2 separate regions of the Rattus norvegicus genome follow, and region 1 is linked to region 2. Evidence: chromatin contacts called from public Hi-C data. All regions are on one chromosome and are shown on one strand. The core of a region is the stretch at or near the end of the contact, and the rest is flanking DNA. Distances in the headings are between cores, read along the strand shown. Region 1 holds the start of Nek2 (NIMA-related kinase 2). Region 2 holds the start of Ppp2r5a (protein phosphatase 2, regulatory subunit B', alpha).

The links. Hi-C and Micro-C count contacts between places; a contact is called where the count stands out from the background.
Region 1: a contact with region 2 is called in a Hi-C map of the A7r5 cell line, with 5 times the contacts expected there. The contact joins the promoter of Nek2 here to the promoter of Ppp2r5a in region 2. A contact is called at or near these places in 6 of 12 Hi-C or Micro-C datasets (the A7r5 cell line, Schwann cells, frontal cortex and 3 more).

Annotation. Positions count from the first base shown.
Region 1 is chr13:105,933,207-105,938,202 of GRCr8, forward strand. Nek2 (NIMA-related kinase 2) reads left to right here and starts at 3,603. Exons shown (of 8, transcript NM_053691.2): 1 at 3,603-3,820; 2 at 4,273-4,490; 3 at 4,748-4,988. The coding sequence starts at 3,725. It overlaps LOC120096356 (a long non-coding RNA gene), which reads right to left and starts at 3,367. Exons shown (of 3, transcript XR_005492767.2): 1 at 3,231-3,367; 2 at 1-123.
Region 2 is chr13:105,505,153-105,509,531 of GRCr8, forward strand. Ppp2r5a (protein phosphatase 2, regulatory subunit B', alpha) reads right to left here and starts at 1,615. Exons shown (of 13, transcript NM_001107891.1): 1 at 1,258-1,615. The coding sequence starts at 1,438.

The DNA.
Region 1 (4,996 bases), core at 2,353-4,852, 430 kb after region 2:
TGGTGTACAGCCCCCTAGCGGGCATTCTGCGTCAGCACACAGAGGCTCCCAGAGGAGGACAGCCTGCGGTGTCTTAGGGACGGGGATCCTTCAGGGTACAAAACTAATGGATGCTACCTTTAGCTAAGAGAAGGAAGACAAGAAAGTAGCAAATTCAGGACAAAAATCAGGAGCTTGACTCAGATGTGATACAGGTAAGCAGCCCAGAGCCTGCCTAGGAAGTGCACTGTGGGCCCAGGGCACAGTGTGAAAGATCCTTCACTTGCAATGACACCATGAGAACTGACAGCAGAAGCAGATTGGGCAGGAATAGTGTGAGCCAAGCCCTGACGGAGCAGGAGGGCTGACCAGAACAGGGTAGACTCTTCTGTCTGTTCTCTGGTGATTCCTGTCTCCCACCCCCATCCCCTGACCCCATACTGAGGACTCAACTCAGGGTCTGTGTTTGTTGGATAAACTCTATACCGCTGAGAGGAATCCCCAAACCCTACCCTTTCCCATGTCAGTAGTTACGATTTGTCCTACGAATCCACCCTGCCCTTTTTTATTATGGTTATCACTGTGGCTGGACATTCTCACCTAGGGCCTCTCTCCATACTCCCAGGACAGCTCCCCCAAGATGTGTAGGCTCAGCCTCAGAGCTGAGATGTCTGATGGCTGAATACCTCAATGTTCACGACAACTCTCTGCATAAGTCCTAAAACAGGCCTTACTGCGTCTTCATTTAACACAGCTGTTTTTTGTATGTCCCCTCTATTCCAGGACTTATACTGGCCGCAAGTCATTTGAGGTTCAGCTAGGACACAATCACAGATATCATGAGAGAATTGATTTACACTGGTCTCCAAACATCTTGGATGAGGCTTCTCAAAGCAGAGGTGACAAGGTTGGAATTCCACCTTGCAGGACAAGTTGTGCCCTCTGGATAAACGTAATGGAGGGAGCATCCTGTTGCCTTGAGTAAACCCCCTGGGCAGAAACGGCTCAGGGAAAGGTGGGTATAACTGGTTCACAGTTCAAGTCTGCTTGAAAAGCAGAAACTTTACAGCCAGGCATGGTGCTGCCTGCCATAGGCAGGCAAATCTTTTGTTCAAGGTCAACCTGGTCTACAGAGAGAGTTCCAGGGCAGCCAGGGCTACACAAGAGAAACCCTGTCACGAAAACAAACAAACAAAAAACAAAAAAGGAAGGAGGAAGAGATAAACAAATGTGGCGCTTAGCTGGGTTTTTCTTTTTTCTGCAGTCCAAGACTGTGGTGGTTTGAATGAGAATGGTCCCCAGAGGCTCATATACTTGAATGCTTGGTCCCTACTTGGTAGAACCATTTGGGAAGTATTGGGAAGTGTAGCCTTGTTGGAGGTGTGCCACTAACTAAGGGTGGGCTTTGAGGTTTTAAAAGTCCATGCTAGACGCAGTCTCCCTCTCCCCCTCTCTCTCTCTCTCTGTGTGTCCTATGGTTGACATCTCAACCTGTAAGCTCTCAGCTACTGCCCCAGTGCTAAGCATGCCTGCTGGCCACCATGTTCCCTGACATGATGACAATGGACTCCATCTCTGACACTGTAAGGCCCCAATTTCAATGCTTTCTTTTGTAAGTTGGCTTGGTCATAGCGTTTCTTCACAGCAACAGAAAAGAAACCAAGCAAGGACCTAAGAATGTTGTTGCCCACATTTAGAATATGTCTTCTCCATTCAATTAATTTAACATAAACCCTCACATACATGCTCAGAGGCTAACCTAACCTACACCGTCTCTACAGGTGTGTCCAAAGGCTTGACCCCTAGGTGATGCTACAGCCTGTCAAGTTGACAATCAACAGTAACCGTGATGGGGTAAGGCGTGAAGTAGGGATCCAAGTGGAATTTCTGACAAATGGAATAGCAGTTATCAAGTTAGTTTTGAGAAGCTCAGAAAGTGTGTTGGGTTTGGAGCAAAGAGTTCTTTGTCCAGAAAGGAAATGAAGGGTTGGGTATGAAGCAGGCTAGCCAACGACCTCAACAGGAGTGTCAGTGCACACGTACACACACGTACACCACACATCACAGACAACACGCAACACACACACACACAACATACCACAACATATCTCACTCTACACAGCATAAACATCACATACCACATACACATATATACATACAACATACCACATATATTACATATAACACATACCACATATAAACACATCACATACATCATATACAACACACACCACATACAACATACCACACATACAAACATAACACACATATCACATACAGCACTCTACATATCATAAACACCATCACACCACATACCACACATAATGTATACCGCACGCACCATATAAATGACCTCAGCCATTTGTAGCTCCTTATATAATTTCTGAGATCTAAATTAATCCTACTCCTTTGAGGTGAGACAATGTCCTTGAATGTTAATTTAAAAGTTCTCCTGGCTGGCAATCCAATTAGCTTATACTAAATTCAGTACACGAAATAAATTCTTTATTTTTAACATAAGGAAGTTTCTAATTCTTATTAATAGGACATTGGGTTCTTTTTCAATCACACCATGAACAGATATTTTAAGAACAATGACCCAATTATGCAACAGATTATTAGCTTTCTGGTAATGCACGCTATCCTCTAGCTGCCCCGGATGGAGACCTTTAGCTCCCCTTTCCCAAGTCAAAGCAGGGCTGGCTGTGTGAGCTGAAGTCAGTAAACTGCATTCAGCTCCCCTGATAGGCTATTTGGGAACACTTCTTTTCCTAACACACTTTTTTTGGTAGATGTCTTAGAAGTAAAATTTGACAGTGTGGTGACCACTGTGTTCTGGATGCTTCCATACTTGATCCCTGAGCTTTGGATACGTTTCTATGTGACAGGTCTCTCAGTTCAATGTTCAGAGATATAGACTGTGCTAACTGTGCCCAGAAAACACATGCCAACTCTCTGTCTCTGTGGGTCTCTGTCTCTCTGTCTGTCTCTCTGTCTCTGTCTCTGTCTCTGTCTCTCTCTCTCTCTCGGCCGGGGGTGTCTTTCTCGCGGGTGGGGGTAAGGCAGGGCCCATCTACAAAGCTCTAGCTTCCTTCAAGTTACTAAGTAGACCAGGCTGGCCTCCAGCTCACAGAAATCTGCCTGCCCGCACCACCATGCCGGGCTGGAACAAGGATTCCTGCTCTCTAAGTGTGAGGAATGTAAAGTGCTCGGTGCACTCACTGTGTCCCTCACAGTACCACAACACGTACCGGTTTACGTTCAGGGGCTGCGGGCACATGAGTCGGAAAAGGCTGGGGGGTCAAAGTGGAAAGGTCAAAAGGCCAGCGTCTCCAGTCTGAGATCTTTGGACCTCCGTTACCACAGCGACCTCAGCGGAGGAATGGAATTACCGAAGCCCCAACAGGCTTTGCGCGGTCCCAGGTCCCTGGGGTTTTCGACGCCGCGCGAACTCCGTAGAGCAGCTCACTAACGCAGACACCAACGCCGACGCGGTTGCCTAGCGACACGCATTTTCCCAAGATGCCTAGCAGTGTTGTGTTTTCTCAGCCAATCAGAGCTGAGATGCACCTTCACTGTGGACCAATAGGAGGCGAGGCCGCAGCCCGCGACGGTTGACCGGGCGGCCGGTTGCTCCGCTCCGACAAGCAGACTAGGGTCCCCGGGGTCGGCGCTGTTGGCGTGCGGCGGGCGAGCCTGGACTCCGAGCGGCGCGGTAGTGTGGTTGCCGGGGTGGCCGCTCGTCATGCCGTCCCGGGTGGAGGACTACGAGGTGCTGCACAGCATCGGCACCGGCTCCTACGGCCGCTGTCAGAAGATTCGGAGGAAGAGCGACGGCAAGGTGAGGCGCCGGGCAGCCCTTCCATGGCGGGCTTAGGGAGGGACAAGCGTCGCCTACGCTGGGAAGGGGCAGGGCGGCCACCTGAACTCTTCGTGGAGGATCGGATTGTAGCCTCCAGGGAAGGGAAGGGTAGGGTTCGTGGGCTGGCCGCCACGGCTGGGAACCCCTGGAGGCGCGAATCCGCGGCGGGCCGAGAGCCGAGCTCACGTGCTCTGCATTCCCGCTGCGCCCTAGGCCTTCCAGGACTCTAGCGTAGGGGATGGTGCCGCCCACATTTAGGGTGGGTCTTCCCAGTAAATTAACCCGGTCTGGACTCCCTCGCTGACACACCTGCATGGAGTTTCCGGAGACCCGGGAACGTGCCACATAGTGTTAAGTTTTTCAGCTTGGAAATTTCATCCTTTGTCTCCGAGGACAATAGAGCCTCACACCTTGAGAATGTTGTGTTTCAGATCCTGGTGTGGAAAGAACTTGACTATGGCTCCATGACAGAGGTGGAGAAACAAATGCTTGTGTCTGAAGTGAACTTGCTTCGTGAGCTGAAACATCCAAACATCGTCCGTTACTACGATCGTATTATCGACAGAACCAACACAACCCTATACATTGTCATGGAGTACTGTGAGGGCGGGGACCTGGCTAGTGTCATTACAAAGGGGACCAAGGATAGGTAAGCTGAACGGGTCTAGTTTGGTGGTCGTTAAGTACAGTCTGTCGAGAACAGGGGCAGAATCCTTAATAATGTGGTAGAATGTTTCTGTGCTTGTTTGGTGGCTGCATGATAGGTTGGAAAGTCCTTAGCAAATCAGTTCCCACAGTTCATGCCAAAGATAATTTACTTCTGTGTTTGTACACTTTAAATGATTTGTCCGGTATTGAAGATGATTTCATTCAGGATTGTGAACTGTGTGATTGCTTTTGCTCCAGACAATACTTAGAGGAAGAGTTTGTCCTTCGAGTGATGACTCAGTTGACACTGGCCCTGAAAGAGTGTCACAGAAGGAGCGATGGTGGCCACACTGTACTTCACCGGGACCTAAAGCCAGCCAATGTCTTCCTGGACAGCAAGCACAATGTCAAGCTTGGGGACTTTGGGCTAGCTAGAATATTGAATCACGACACAAGTTTTGCAAAGACGTTTGTTGGCACACCCTATTACATGTCTCCTGTGAGTAT
Region 2 (4,379 bases), core at 365-2,864:
GAGACTTTTGAACTAAAATTAACACGATAAACTAATTAAAACCAATCAAAGAATAAAATAACTTTTTAATTTAAGTATAAAAGCTTAAACCTCTGAATAGCAATTCACTATCCTAATAGGTAGGACAGGGTTACTTTTCGGCTCTGGCTGCACTCCACTGACTGTGCTGTATCAGTTTGAACAATTCTGGCATGTTAAAGGGCAATCAATCAACAAACGAGACAGCACACACCAAACATAAACTATTTTCCAAAGTCCGTGTGAGTCTACCCTGTGGTACGTCCTTGATTCAGAAGCACCCCTAGAGGCAGATGTAGAGTCTAAATGGGGTTCCAAGCTCTTGCTGGTCAACTGTTGATTTGATCTAGGGTTTTCTTTACACTCCTTGCCAAACTAAGTGAGGATTCATAGACTCAAAGACAAATCACAACCAGATTGGCCTTGAAAGGGATGCTGGATCTTTGTCAAACGAATTGAAAAATCTGCTGATCATTTATCTATTTTGGCATGAGTCTTTAATTTCTTGGCCTTGTAAATCATTCTCTAGGTTTCTATCAGGTTACAAGAATTTCTTAAATATCTAGGAACGTGATTATCGTTTCCACTAATGACATCTAGCTCATAAAAGGCAAGGATGTGAAATTAGTAAATCAAAAGATAGTAATTCTCAAAGAATAAGCCAGAACCAGTAAACAACTCGTGAAAAGTCCCCAAACGTGGTGGGAAAAGTAAGTAAGCCAAAAGGGGTGCCAAGCATTCCTGCGAGGCATTAGGCACGGATACCAATTTGAATTTACTTACAAAACCTTACAAAAGTCCTTGGAAGCACAGCCGTGCGAACCAAGTTCCCGTTGCACTACAAAGAAACACGATTCCTTCATAACCTCTCCAAAGACAATCGAGGTCTTCTATGAAATAACATTTACGTCTAACGAGACTGTAAGGTGTCACTTGGTCCCGGTTTCAAGCTAGTTCTGTATAGCTAAACCTACAGGCCAGCTAACTCGGCAGCAGTTTGTTCGGACCCTGGATGTGGCGACTGAGGGACAAGTAGAGAAAGTGATGAACTAGCTAAGCGTGGAGAAAACCAGAGCCGAGGCTCAGCGGAGTAGGGAGTAGGGGGACTGGACGACGAAAGGGAACGCAGGTACCTGGCGACCCTGGAGTCGCCAAGGCAGGGCAGGTGGGGCAAGCGCGCAGGTGGGAAGGGGAGTGGGGCTTGCTCCGGGAGCGCGGAGCAGGGGCAGCTGGGGTTACCTTTGAGCTGGGGCAGGGGGTGCAGCTCCGCCTGGCTGCCCTGGCTGCGGAACTGCGACGAGCCCTGAGAGCGCTTCTGCCTCTGCGCCTTGCGCACCGATTTCCGGGTGAAGCCGTCCACTTTCTCCGAGGCCGAGATGGCGGCGCAGGCAACTGGTGCGGGCGGCGACGGCGACGACATCTCGGCGACCCGGGCGCTCGGCGCCTGCCGAGGCGACTGGCCCGGGAAATCGGCGGGGCACGGGGACGGGCACGGCGAGCCTGCGCCCCTGCGTCCCGGGCCCCGGCCGCGCCGCCCTCGCGCTCCGCAAGCTGCTCCTCACCCGACAGCGCCTCACAGCCGCATCCCCGCGCCGCGAGGCCACCTCCCGGGGCTGGCGGAGGGGAGGGCGGGGGCGCGCGGGCCGCACAAGTTGCTGACGCCCGGCGCCGAGGGCGGGCGGAGGCGAGCCCGAAGTTTGGACGGCTGGGGAGAGCGCGCGGGTGCGGACGCCGGGCGCGCCTCGCGGCCCCTTGGCGCGCCGAGCCCGGGCAGATCCTCAGCGGCTGCTGCCCGCGCCGTCCGCCCGGCCGGGAGCCTCCTCCCGGGGCGCTTCCATCGCGGGTCCGCGCGAGCTGCCGCCGAGCTCTCGTTCTCCTGTCAGCGCTGGCCCCTCATCGCCCGGGGCGGCCACCCGCGCCCCGATCTTTGGAGAGTCGCCCTCGCTCAGCCTCCCGCGCCCACCGGCCGCCCACGGAGCACGCCCGGGGTAGCAACTGCTACAACTTGAGAGGGTGGCTGGTACGGGCGAGGGGGGACTCCGTGCGCGTGCGTGCGCGCTCCCGCGGCCCGGGGGAGGTCCTCGCGGGGGGTGGAGGGAGGAGTTTGACTGACAACTTCCGCGGGGTCCCACTAGCCTCCCGAGTCTCCGGAGGGGGCCGGGGCGGGAAAGCATGCCAGTTCCCTCGACCAATCGCAGAGCTAAGCGGCAGACGGGGAGGGGGCGTGGCCTCCCGGATGTCTATCAAGAGTCCATAGCTGGGTGGGAAGGAGGGAGGGGGCTATGTGACAGACGCGGGCCACAACCAATCGCAAGTGAAGTCAGTGAGCGGGGTGCCTTGTGCGTCACAACTGTAAAGGAGAGCTCTCAGGAGGGAGAAAGGGGAAACGCGGCGCCGCGGTCGGCTTCCGTGTACTCTGGCGCTACGCTTCAACTCTAATTGTCCTCCAGACAGCGAGTGAGAGGGAAACTACACAGTCAGCTCAAAAAGCAGAAGAGTGTCCCCCCCTTCTCTCTGCGTCCTGGGGACCAATGAGGACCTAAAGCGAGGGCCGGGGCGCCCAAGAACGCCAGGCATTGCGTCAGTGGAGCGGGGGCGGGGCCGAGGTCGTGTCAGAGCGGAGTGATTGACAGGCCAAAGAGCCCGGGGAGAGGAATGAGCTTGTCCAATCGGAGCGCGGTGCTAGGCTCCTGGGCGGGCCTTCGTTCTCTCTGGTCCTAAACCGCGTAATTGGTGGTTGGGGAATCCATTTGTAGCTCCCAAGGTCTCGGCGCCGCGGTTCACTGAGCGCTGATCTCGCGTGGGGTTTGGGCAAGCTCGTTTCTACCACTTCAGAGAACTCTGCAAGTCTACTCCCTCTGAAAAGAAGTTTCCCGTCTCGAACTTAGCCCAAGTTTAGCCTTCAGTCATCTGTAGCCAAGTTCAGATTAGCTGATTTGGGGTTTTGGGATCTCTTCCTAGGAGATTCCGTCTAAGTTTTATATTTAAAGCCAAGGACTGCTCATGTTAGCTTTGGGCATCCGTATGAGCTTCAACAGTAAGTGATCTCCCCTCTCCAATAGTCTCTGCAGTCTCTCCTGCAAGTCTTACACCTTTTCCTTTTGACATAAAAACTGAGGTGAAGTAGACTGGCCTGATGTTCGAGGAGGATCGAGAAGTATGCAAAAGTAGAGTTCTAGACCCACACTCGAAACATTCCCTTAGCTAAATTATATAGCCAACCTAGGTGTACAACAGAGGAATGCAAAAGGAAATATGATGTGTATACAGAATTTTCCCACCATAAAGAGCAAAATTATATCATTTGTAAGAAAAGAGGCCCAACCGGAGATAATCATATTAGGCTGATTAAGCCAGTCTCAAAAACATAAAAACATCTTGTTTCCTCTTGTTTGCGGTTCCTAGATTTTACATAGGTATGTTAAATCAAGAATTTGCAGAATGAAAGTAGACATGAAATTGTCTAAGGGAATTAAAGGGATTAATGGAAGGGGAATATGTTTGATGTACAAGAAATACTTGTATGAAATTTCTAATATAAAATTAAATATAAAAAACAAAAAGTTATATACATTCTTTCCATCAAAGAGGCTCAGTCAGACTGCATCAGCAACTTCAAGACCTTTCTTATCCAATCCAGACTACCTCACAATGTTCAAAGCTTTTTTTTTCTTTTAACAATTTGCAAATGAACCACCCATCATAATTCAGGGGTTTGAAGATCACTGCCAGCTGGCCTTTCAAAGGGCCAGTTTTACATATATTTCCAGATTATAATATAATTAGATCATTCCCCCTTCCCTCCAAACCACCATTCTTGCATCTCTCAAATTCATAGTCTCTTTTTCTTTAGTTGTTTATGTATGTATATATAGAGATAGGTATATTCCTAGGTATATAAATAAGACCTGCTCAATCCCTATAATGTTACTTGTACATGTATGTGTCAGGGGTGACCATTTGGGATTCGATAACCAATGAGTGTGCTCTTCTCCAGTTCTCAGCTTTTCTTAGTTACATGTAGTTCTTTGTCTTATGTCCCTGCAGAATAGAGTTCAAGTTCAGTCTGACTCCTGACTTGCCAGGCATGTGTATATGCTCTTCCTCATCCTCTTTTTCTTCTAATCCTCTACCTCCTACTCTTCCTCCTCCTTTTCCTTCTCCTCCTCTTCTTTCTCCCCCTTCTTCCAGTTCAGGCACACTATCCCACAAAGTCATCATGCTTTCTTGATACTTAGAGTTGTTCCAACATCTTGAAATGATCCACCTCATCCCCGTTTGTTGAACCTTCCAAGCCCAGCTAGACACCTATCCTCTGTGAAGCTATGCACAATAATCTGCCCTGAGTGGATGTCTCCCTT